Linked DNA regions of Oncorhynchus mykiss: region 1 is linked to region 2. Evidence: chromatin contacts called from public Hi-C data. All regions are on one chromosome and are shown on one strand. The core of a region is the stretch at or near the end of the contact, and the rest is flanking DNA. Distances in the headings are between cores, read along the strand shown. Region 1 has its middle 26 kb from the start of LOC110537780. Region 2 holds the start of LOC110537779 (neuronal vesicle trafficking-associated protein 2).

Evidence for each region. A called contact is a pair of places that touch in the nucleus more often than the background predicts.
Region 1: a contact with region 2 is called in a Hi-C map of blood, with 5 times the contacts expected there. A contact is called at or near these places in 3 of 3 Hi-C or Micro-C datasets (blood and liver).

What each region holds. Positions count from the first base shown.
Region 1 is chr12:54,207,323-54,211,319 of USDA_OmykA_1.1, forward strand. No RefSeq gene overlaps it. Among protein-coding and RNA genes, the nearest start is that of LOC110537780, 26 kb to the left of the region's middle.
Region 2 is chr12:54,148,115-54,152,211 of USDA_OmykA_1.1, forward strand. LOC110537779 (neuronal vesicle trafficking-associated protein 2) reads right to left here and starts at 1,347. Exons shown (of 5, transcript XM_021624159.2): 1 at 1,122-1,347; 2 at 561-728. The coding sequence starts at 689.

The DNA.
Region 1 (3,997 bases), core at 1,424-3,923, 61 kb after region 2:
GGGTGCATTGTCAACCATTATCTCGTTACATGGCAAATTGACCACATAGTTATCCTAGTTCCATTGGTGAATACACCGCAGTTCTATGATTATGTAGGCATGTGTACAAAAGGTTACGTTACTGCAGATGGAGAAACACTGTTCTCTGGGGGCTGGTGACCCCCAGGAGGAACTCCATGCGCTGATTACGGAACTCTTCACTCAATGGAAATTTGGGGATTGTGTAAGAGAAACACGTACCACCCAGCTGCGCCAGTCTCTCATCCCTCCATGGCTTATAAAAGATCAAATCAAATCAAATGTATTTATATAGCCCTTCGTACATCAGCTGATATCTCAAAGTGCTGTACAGAAACCCAGCCTAAAACCCCAAACAGCAAGCAATGCAGGTGTAGAAGCACGGTTATCGGTTTACTTCTCGTGTAATTCTATGTTATCCACCCCCTACTGTGTGGACTGTATCTATCTACACATGCAAATGCATAATAGCATAATTCACTCACTTAGTTAGCTAGCTAGCTACCCTTCCCCCAACACTCAGAGCGCTCACTGACACCCACACACACAAACAAACACACACACACACATACTGTAAACACATGCGCAATAACAGACACACACACAAATACACATGCGCAATGAAATACACACACACACACACAGCTGATTACAGGCACATAGTCACAAGCAGATTATGCTGTACTTTACACTCACCCGCACAAACATACTAGCTTTTTGCTAACAGAAACACACGTGGTAGCCAGTTGAGAGAAATTTGGACATCTCTGCACAAATCTTGTTCTGTAATTCATTCAGCAAAACAGAAGAGTTTGGGTCAGGTGACAATGTGACACACAACCATGCCTAACCTCTCACCAGACACATGACTTTGGAGGGATCTGGAGCGCCTGAATAACTAGACTGCATCATTGTCACACTTCGTCTCGTCATTGAGTCTTTATAAATCTATATGAGTGTACAGTATGTATATATGAGTATACAGTATATATATATGAGTGTACAGTATGTATATATGAGTGTACAGTATGTATACATGAGTGTACAGTATGTCTATATGAGTATACAGTATGTCTATATGAGTGTACAGTATGTATATATGAGTATACGTATATATATATGAGTGTACAGTATGTATATATGAGTGTACAGTATGTATACATGAGTGTACAGTATGTATCTATGAGTGTACAGTATGCATATATGAGTGTACAGTATGTCTATATGAGTATACAGTATGTATATATGAGTGTACAGTATGTATACATGAGTGTACAGTATGCATATATGAGTATACAGTATGTATACATGAGTGTACAGTATGTCTATATGAGTATACAGTATGTCTATATGAGTGTACAGTATGTCTATATGAGTGTACAGTATGTATATATGAGTGTACAGTATGTATCTATGAGTGTACAGTATGTATATATGAGTATACAGTGTGTATATATGAGTGTACAGTATGTATATATGAGTGTACAGTATGTATACATGAGTGTACAGTATGTATCTATGAGTGTACAGTATGAATATATGAGTATACAGTGTGTATATATGAGTGTACAATATGTATATATGAGTGTACAGTATGAATATATGAGTGTACAGTATGTATATATGAGTCTACAGTATGTATATATGAGTGTACAGTATGTCAATATTAGTTTTCATGAGTGTATGTCTATGAGAGTAAGTCAAACTCATTATCAAAATCATTAGTTCAGCCAGTTAAACAACAATACTGTAGATCATATACCATAAGGCAATCTTAGTCATAAACGCGTCCACTCTAACAGTATACAAGCAAAGAAATTACATTATGATTTACATACATACACAAGTTAGTCATGCTCATACACAATTAGAGGATGTGCCATCTAAAGAGCCTGGAAAAAGTCAATTAAATGTGATAAGGAACGTCACAGCCTCTGTCACATCCGCATGTCAAACACAGCAAGGGGACGGCCCTTCAGCAGGCACTGTATGGCAGCTTTGTTCACAAGCCGACTCAGAATCTCTCACTTCTTAGTTTTGGGCGGACTAAATAGATCATTTGTGGCCTAATTAGCCACCCAGAGACACCCAGCCCTGCACATACAGTACGTCACCATGCTGACTGCCCAAACAGAGTGCAGGGCAGAGATACAACACAAGGACAGAGGGCTAGTGCAGTGTGCAGAGGAGAGATAGTCATGTGAGGAACAACACAAGGCTGGGGGGGGCTACAGCTCTGCTGTGTGAGTGTCAGTCATAGTCCACTGTTAATCTAATCTGCAGGGCTGTTTTCCTTCATTCTCACCAGTTAACAAATGCACCTCTTACTCGGTTCTGTTCCAGCGTTTACATAACCAACCCATGCTAAGCACTTGGCCAAACAGAACAACAACACATGTGACCTGGTCATGTACAGTACATGTACAGGAAACACTAGAAATGTGACCAATCGTTGGTCTTGATAGTAATAGATGCATTTTTGCTAGTCAAACTTCCGTGAAATTGCTGAACATTCTTCAGATTTCCCCCCGGCTAGATCCATTAATCACGCACCTTGATCAGAGAGGGAGGTAAGGGTGAGCCAGCATGTTTCAAAGGTTGAAGAGGCTAGACATTCAACTCAGCGGAGTGTCTTTCCTGCATGACAACAGTGGAGCTGATAGGGCAGATTGATAAAGGCCTCACACACTTCTGTGGAATGAGAAGGGAGGGCACACCCTTATCTACCACCCCCCCCCCCCCCTCCCCCCCACCCCCTCTCTCCCCTGCCATAAACAGAGACCTCCACATGAGCTCTGTCAATGTGTTTTTAACCAACTTCTCTGATCTGTGGTGAAAGTCCGTAGCTATCATTTTATAGCACTGTCTGCAATACTGTTAGGGAGAATCTGAATGTACTGAAAATATACAGTCCCCATGCAATGAAAATATGCATTTTCAGAGGATATTCTTGAGTTCCGCACTGTTTTTTTGCACATTGTTCTTGGGCACGTGTCTTGTTTTCAGTCTGTTTGTGTGTGTAGGTCATAGGAGCCTGTGTGTTTGTACATCCCCCCCCCCCCGTCAATCAGTCTGGGTGTGTGTTTAGGTCATAGGAGCCTGTGTGTTTGTATATCCCCCCCCCCCCCCCCCCCCCCCCCCCGTCAATCAGTCTGGGTGTGTGTGTAGGTCATAGGAGCCTGTGTGTTTGTACATCCCCCCCCCCCCCCCCCCGTCAATCAGTCTGGGTGTGTGTGTAGGTCATAGGAGCCTGTGTGTTTGTACATCCCCTCCCCCCCCCCGTCAATCAGTCTGTGTGTGTGTGTAGATTATAGGAGCCTTTGTGTTTGTACATCCCCCCCGTCAATCAGTCTGTGTGTGTGTAGGTCATAGGAGCCTGTGTGTTTGTACATTCCCCCCCCTCCCCGTCAATCAGTCTGTGTGTGTGTGTAGGTCATAGGAGCCTGTGTGTTTGTACATCCCCCCGTCAATCAGTCTGTGTGTGTGTGTGTAGGTCATAGGAGCCTGTGTGTTTGTACATCCCCCCCCCCCCCCCCGTCAATCAGTCTGTGTGTGTGTGTAGATTATAGGAGCCTCCCCCCCGTCAATCAGTCTGTGTGTGTGTGTAGGTCATAGGAGCCTGTGTGTATGTACACCCCCCCCCCCCCCCCCCCCCCGTCAATCAGTCTGTGTGTGTAGGTCATAGGAGCCTGTGTGTTTGTACATCCCCCCCGTCAATCAGTCTGTGTGTGTGTTTAGATCATAGGAGCCTGTGTGTTTGTACATCCCCCCCGTCAATCAGTCTGTGTGTGTGTGTAGGTCATAGGAGCCTGTGTGTTTGTACATCCCCCCCGTCAATTAGTCTGTTTGTGCAGCCAGTTACAGTATGTACACAGCACTGTTTGTGTTAGTAGGAGTAGGAGTGTGTGGGTTGTATCTGTTTGACAGAGTCTGAGGGCATAGCCTATGTGTTCGCCTGACTGCCTCTACCCTGTAAGGC
Region 2 (4,097 bases), core at 97-2,596:
CAAACATGCATGAAATGACTTCAGTAGGTACTGTAGGCCTTGTGATAACACAACAAAGGATCTGTCCTTCACTCCTATGGAAAAAATATATATTCTAAACTACTTTGATCATATGGAGCTGTTTTGATTGAAAATCACTTCAAAGTAAGATTAAATTATGTGCATTATTAAACAATTAGAAATATCATCACTCATATCAATCATATTAACATATTCAGTTCAGTGAGGCAGCACTGGAAATGTAATAATCAAAACTGTTATATGGCTTTAGTCAATTCATGAATCATCCTGTGTAATGAGACGCAGTCTGGTTCAAAAATAAAACCCCTTGTCAAAGTAAATTAGGGATGACATGTTTGCTGGTTTCCTAGAATGGATGATGTGCATCCCAGTTATAAACAGCAAGGGCTTCTTTAATCTGTTTTAAACAAAGGAGGCAACAGGGCAATTGAGATGACAAAGAGATGGGTTTGCTGTTTTATTATGTAATGGCTTTGGCCATAAATCAAGGAGTGTGTGTGAATCAGAGGAAATCTCAGCAGACAGACAGTCCATTTTACCTTGTCTGGGGCTCCATACTGGAGATTACCGACATCCAGAGGGGTGATGAGCGGCACGTTTTGGAAGCCATCCTCCACACTGACCGGTTTAGCGCCTTTGTCTTGTAGATTGCTCCCCAGTTTAACCATCTTTACCAATATAAAAATAGTGCACTTCTCAAGCAGATGCTGTAAATATGACAGACACTGTTAGTTAATTGTACATGTCTAATTTATCATACAATAAAACATCTACTGAGCACGCAAATCAATGTTTTTTCTTTGAACATTAAATTACATACATCGGATTTGAACTTTAACTTTATATTTATACTTTTTTTACAGTCTAATAAAACGCTCGTTTTAATTTTCTAAATATTGGATAAATTAAATATTGGTGGTGAAAAAAAAAAGAAGATGGAAAATCCCATTTTCCAGCGCCATAGAGCAGGCGTCAAAATACATCTTATATCCGTTCATAGGGTAACTGCATAGGGATGCACCTGCAGTAGCCTAGCCTAGACTACTTCGCCATTCTTTTCGTCCAAAAACAAAAGAGCTCAAACTAAAACATCTACTTACGATGGACGCACTTGTATAAGTCCTTTTCGTTTCTTCGTCTGCTGTTTTGTTATATCAAAGACAGGATGCAAGGAGCAGATGCATGCAGGCAGACCGGGCGGAGTTGCAATCAAAGCTCAGCGATGTTGATGCAGGGAACTGCAGAGACTAGCGGGCTCCGTAGGCAACCCAGAACCCGATTCCAAACACTGCCTCTTCACTTTATGCTTGCATCTGGCGCCGCTAGGGGGATTTTTGAATGAAATCGCACATTTGTAATGCCTGACTTGAAAAAGACCACAAACCCCATTTAGTTGTGTTTTTTAGTCTTTATCGCCACCTAGAGACAACGTTAGAACTGTGCCGTGTCTGTATCTCTCCCTCTGCATAATAGTCTTATCTACTGGAGGCTATATAGGCTTGGTAAAGAAGGACTAAAGTGCAAGACCGTAAAAAGGGGCATTATTGCACTTCAAAGTCCAAATTTGACAGATGTTTTGAGACATCAAAAGTGATTTAATGTCAAGAAAGGTCCCCGTCCCAAGCCATCTGTTTTGTATATCCAGCCCCTATGCCACAATTAATGGAAAAGATAATCAGATTTTTATTTATTTTATTTTATTTTACCTTTATTTAACCAGGTAGGCAAGTTGAGAACAAGTTCTCATTTACAATTGCGACCTGGCCAAGATAAAGCAAAGCAGTTCGACAGATACAACAACACAGAGTTACACATGGAGTAAAACAAACATACAGTCAATAATAAAGTATAAACAAGTCTATATACAATGTGAGCAAATGAGGTGAGAAGGGAGGTAAAGGCAAAAAAAGGCCTTGGTGGCAAGGTAAATACAATATAGCAAGTAAAACACTGGAATGGTAGTTTTGCAATGGAAGAATGTGCAAAGTAGAAATAAAAATAATGGGGTGCAAAGGAGCAAAATAAATAAATAAATTAAATACAGTTGGGAAAGAGGTAGTTGATAGGGCTAAATTATATGTGGGCTATGTACAGGTGCAGTAATCTGTGAGCTGCTCTGACAGTTGGTGCTTAAAGCTAGTGAGGGAGATAAGTGTTTCCAGTTTCAGAGATTTTTGTAGTTCGTTCCAGTCATTGGCAGCAGAGAACTGGAAAGAGAGGCGGCCAAAGAAAGAATTGGTTTTGGGGGTGACTAGAGAGATATACCTGCTGGAGCGTGTGCTACAGGTGGGAGATGCTATGGTGACCAGCGAGCTGAGATAAGGGGGGACTTTACCTAGCAGGGTCTTGTAGATGACATGGAGCCAGTGGGTTTGGCGACGAGTATGAAGCGAGGGCCAGCCAACGAGAGCGTACAGGTCGCAATGGTGGGTAGTGTATGGGGCTTTGGTGACAAAACGGATTGCACTGTGATAGACTGCATCCAGTTTGTTGAGTAGGGTATTGGAGGCTATTTTGTAAATTACATCGCCAAAGTCGAGGATTGGTAGGATGGTCAGTTTTACAAGGGTATGTTTGGCAGCATGAGTGAAGGATGCTTTGTTGCGAAATAGGAAGCCAATTCTAGATTTAACTTTGGATTGGAGATGTTTGATATGGGTCTGGAAGGAGAGTTTACAGTCTAACCAGACACCTAAGTATTTGTAGTTGTCCACGTATTCTAAGTCAGAGCCGTCCAGAGTAGTGATGTTGGACAGGCGGGTAGGTGCAGGTAGTGATCGGTTGAAGAGCATGCATTTAGTTTTACTTGTATTTAAGAGCAGTTGGAGGCCACGGAAGGAGAGTTGTATGGCATTGAAGCTTGCCTGGAGGGTTGTTAACACAGTGTCCAAAGAAGGGCCGGAAGTATACAGAATGGTGTCGATGAGAAAAGCAATGATCTGTCCATCATCAAATATAAATATAGTGCATTGAAAGTGTTAGCCTATGTTTTATCTGTCTGTATGTACGTTATATTAAAGGGCTGTATTGTCCACCTGTTTAATCTGGCCATCAATACCAAAATCTGTTTCACTAAACACCACAAGAGGGCGCAAATATACATGAAAACATGCATCCATCCCATCAATCTACTGTATGAACAAGTAAAACATGTGGAATTGGGAGCTGGGGGGGGGGGGGGAGACCTATTAGGTTTGTGGTTTGTGCTTAGCATTACAGCTGTAGGGCCATTGCAATACCCTTTAAGGGTTCGGGTTTGCTGTTATTATTACAGCCTTAATGCTAACCTCAAACATAACCCTAACCCAAGCTCCATTTGTCCCTTACCTCGAGAAACAAACTTCTGCCCTCAGAATAGCCTCAATTCGTCAGGGCATGGACTCTACAAGGTGTCCAAAGCATTCCACAGGATGCTGGCCCATGTTGACTCCAATACTTACCACAGTTGTGTGAAGTTGGCTGGATGTTCTTTGAGTGGTGGACCATTCGTGATACATTCAGGAAACTGTTGAGCGTGAAAAACCCAGCAGCGTTGCAGTTCTTGGTGCACCTGGCTCCTACTACCATACCTTGTTCAAAGGCACTTATATAAATCTTTTGTCTTTCCCGTTCACCCTCTGAATGGCACACATACACAATCCATGTCTCAATTGTCTCAAGGCTTAAAAATCCTTAAAAATCCTTATTTAACCTGTGTCCTCCCCTTCATCTACTCACATCTACGAAGTGGATTTTTCAAGTGACATCAATAAGGGATTATAGCTTTCATCTGGATTAATCTAGTCAGTTTATGTCATGGAAAGAGCAGGTGTTCTCAATGTTTTGTACACTCAGTGATAAAAATAGTGGATGCATCCAAGAACCACATATGTGCCTTTTGAAAATAATTAAATAGACTTCATGAATCCTTATAAAAAAGTATGGAAAATATAAGTAAAGTACAATTGAAAAGAAGTAGAATTGAAAGAGAGATTTATTTTAATAATGACACTTGATGTGGTGTACAAATCCCCCCCCCCCCCCCCCCCCCATTATTTTTTTGGACAATGTCTTAATTTTTCTAAACGCACATGCAT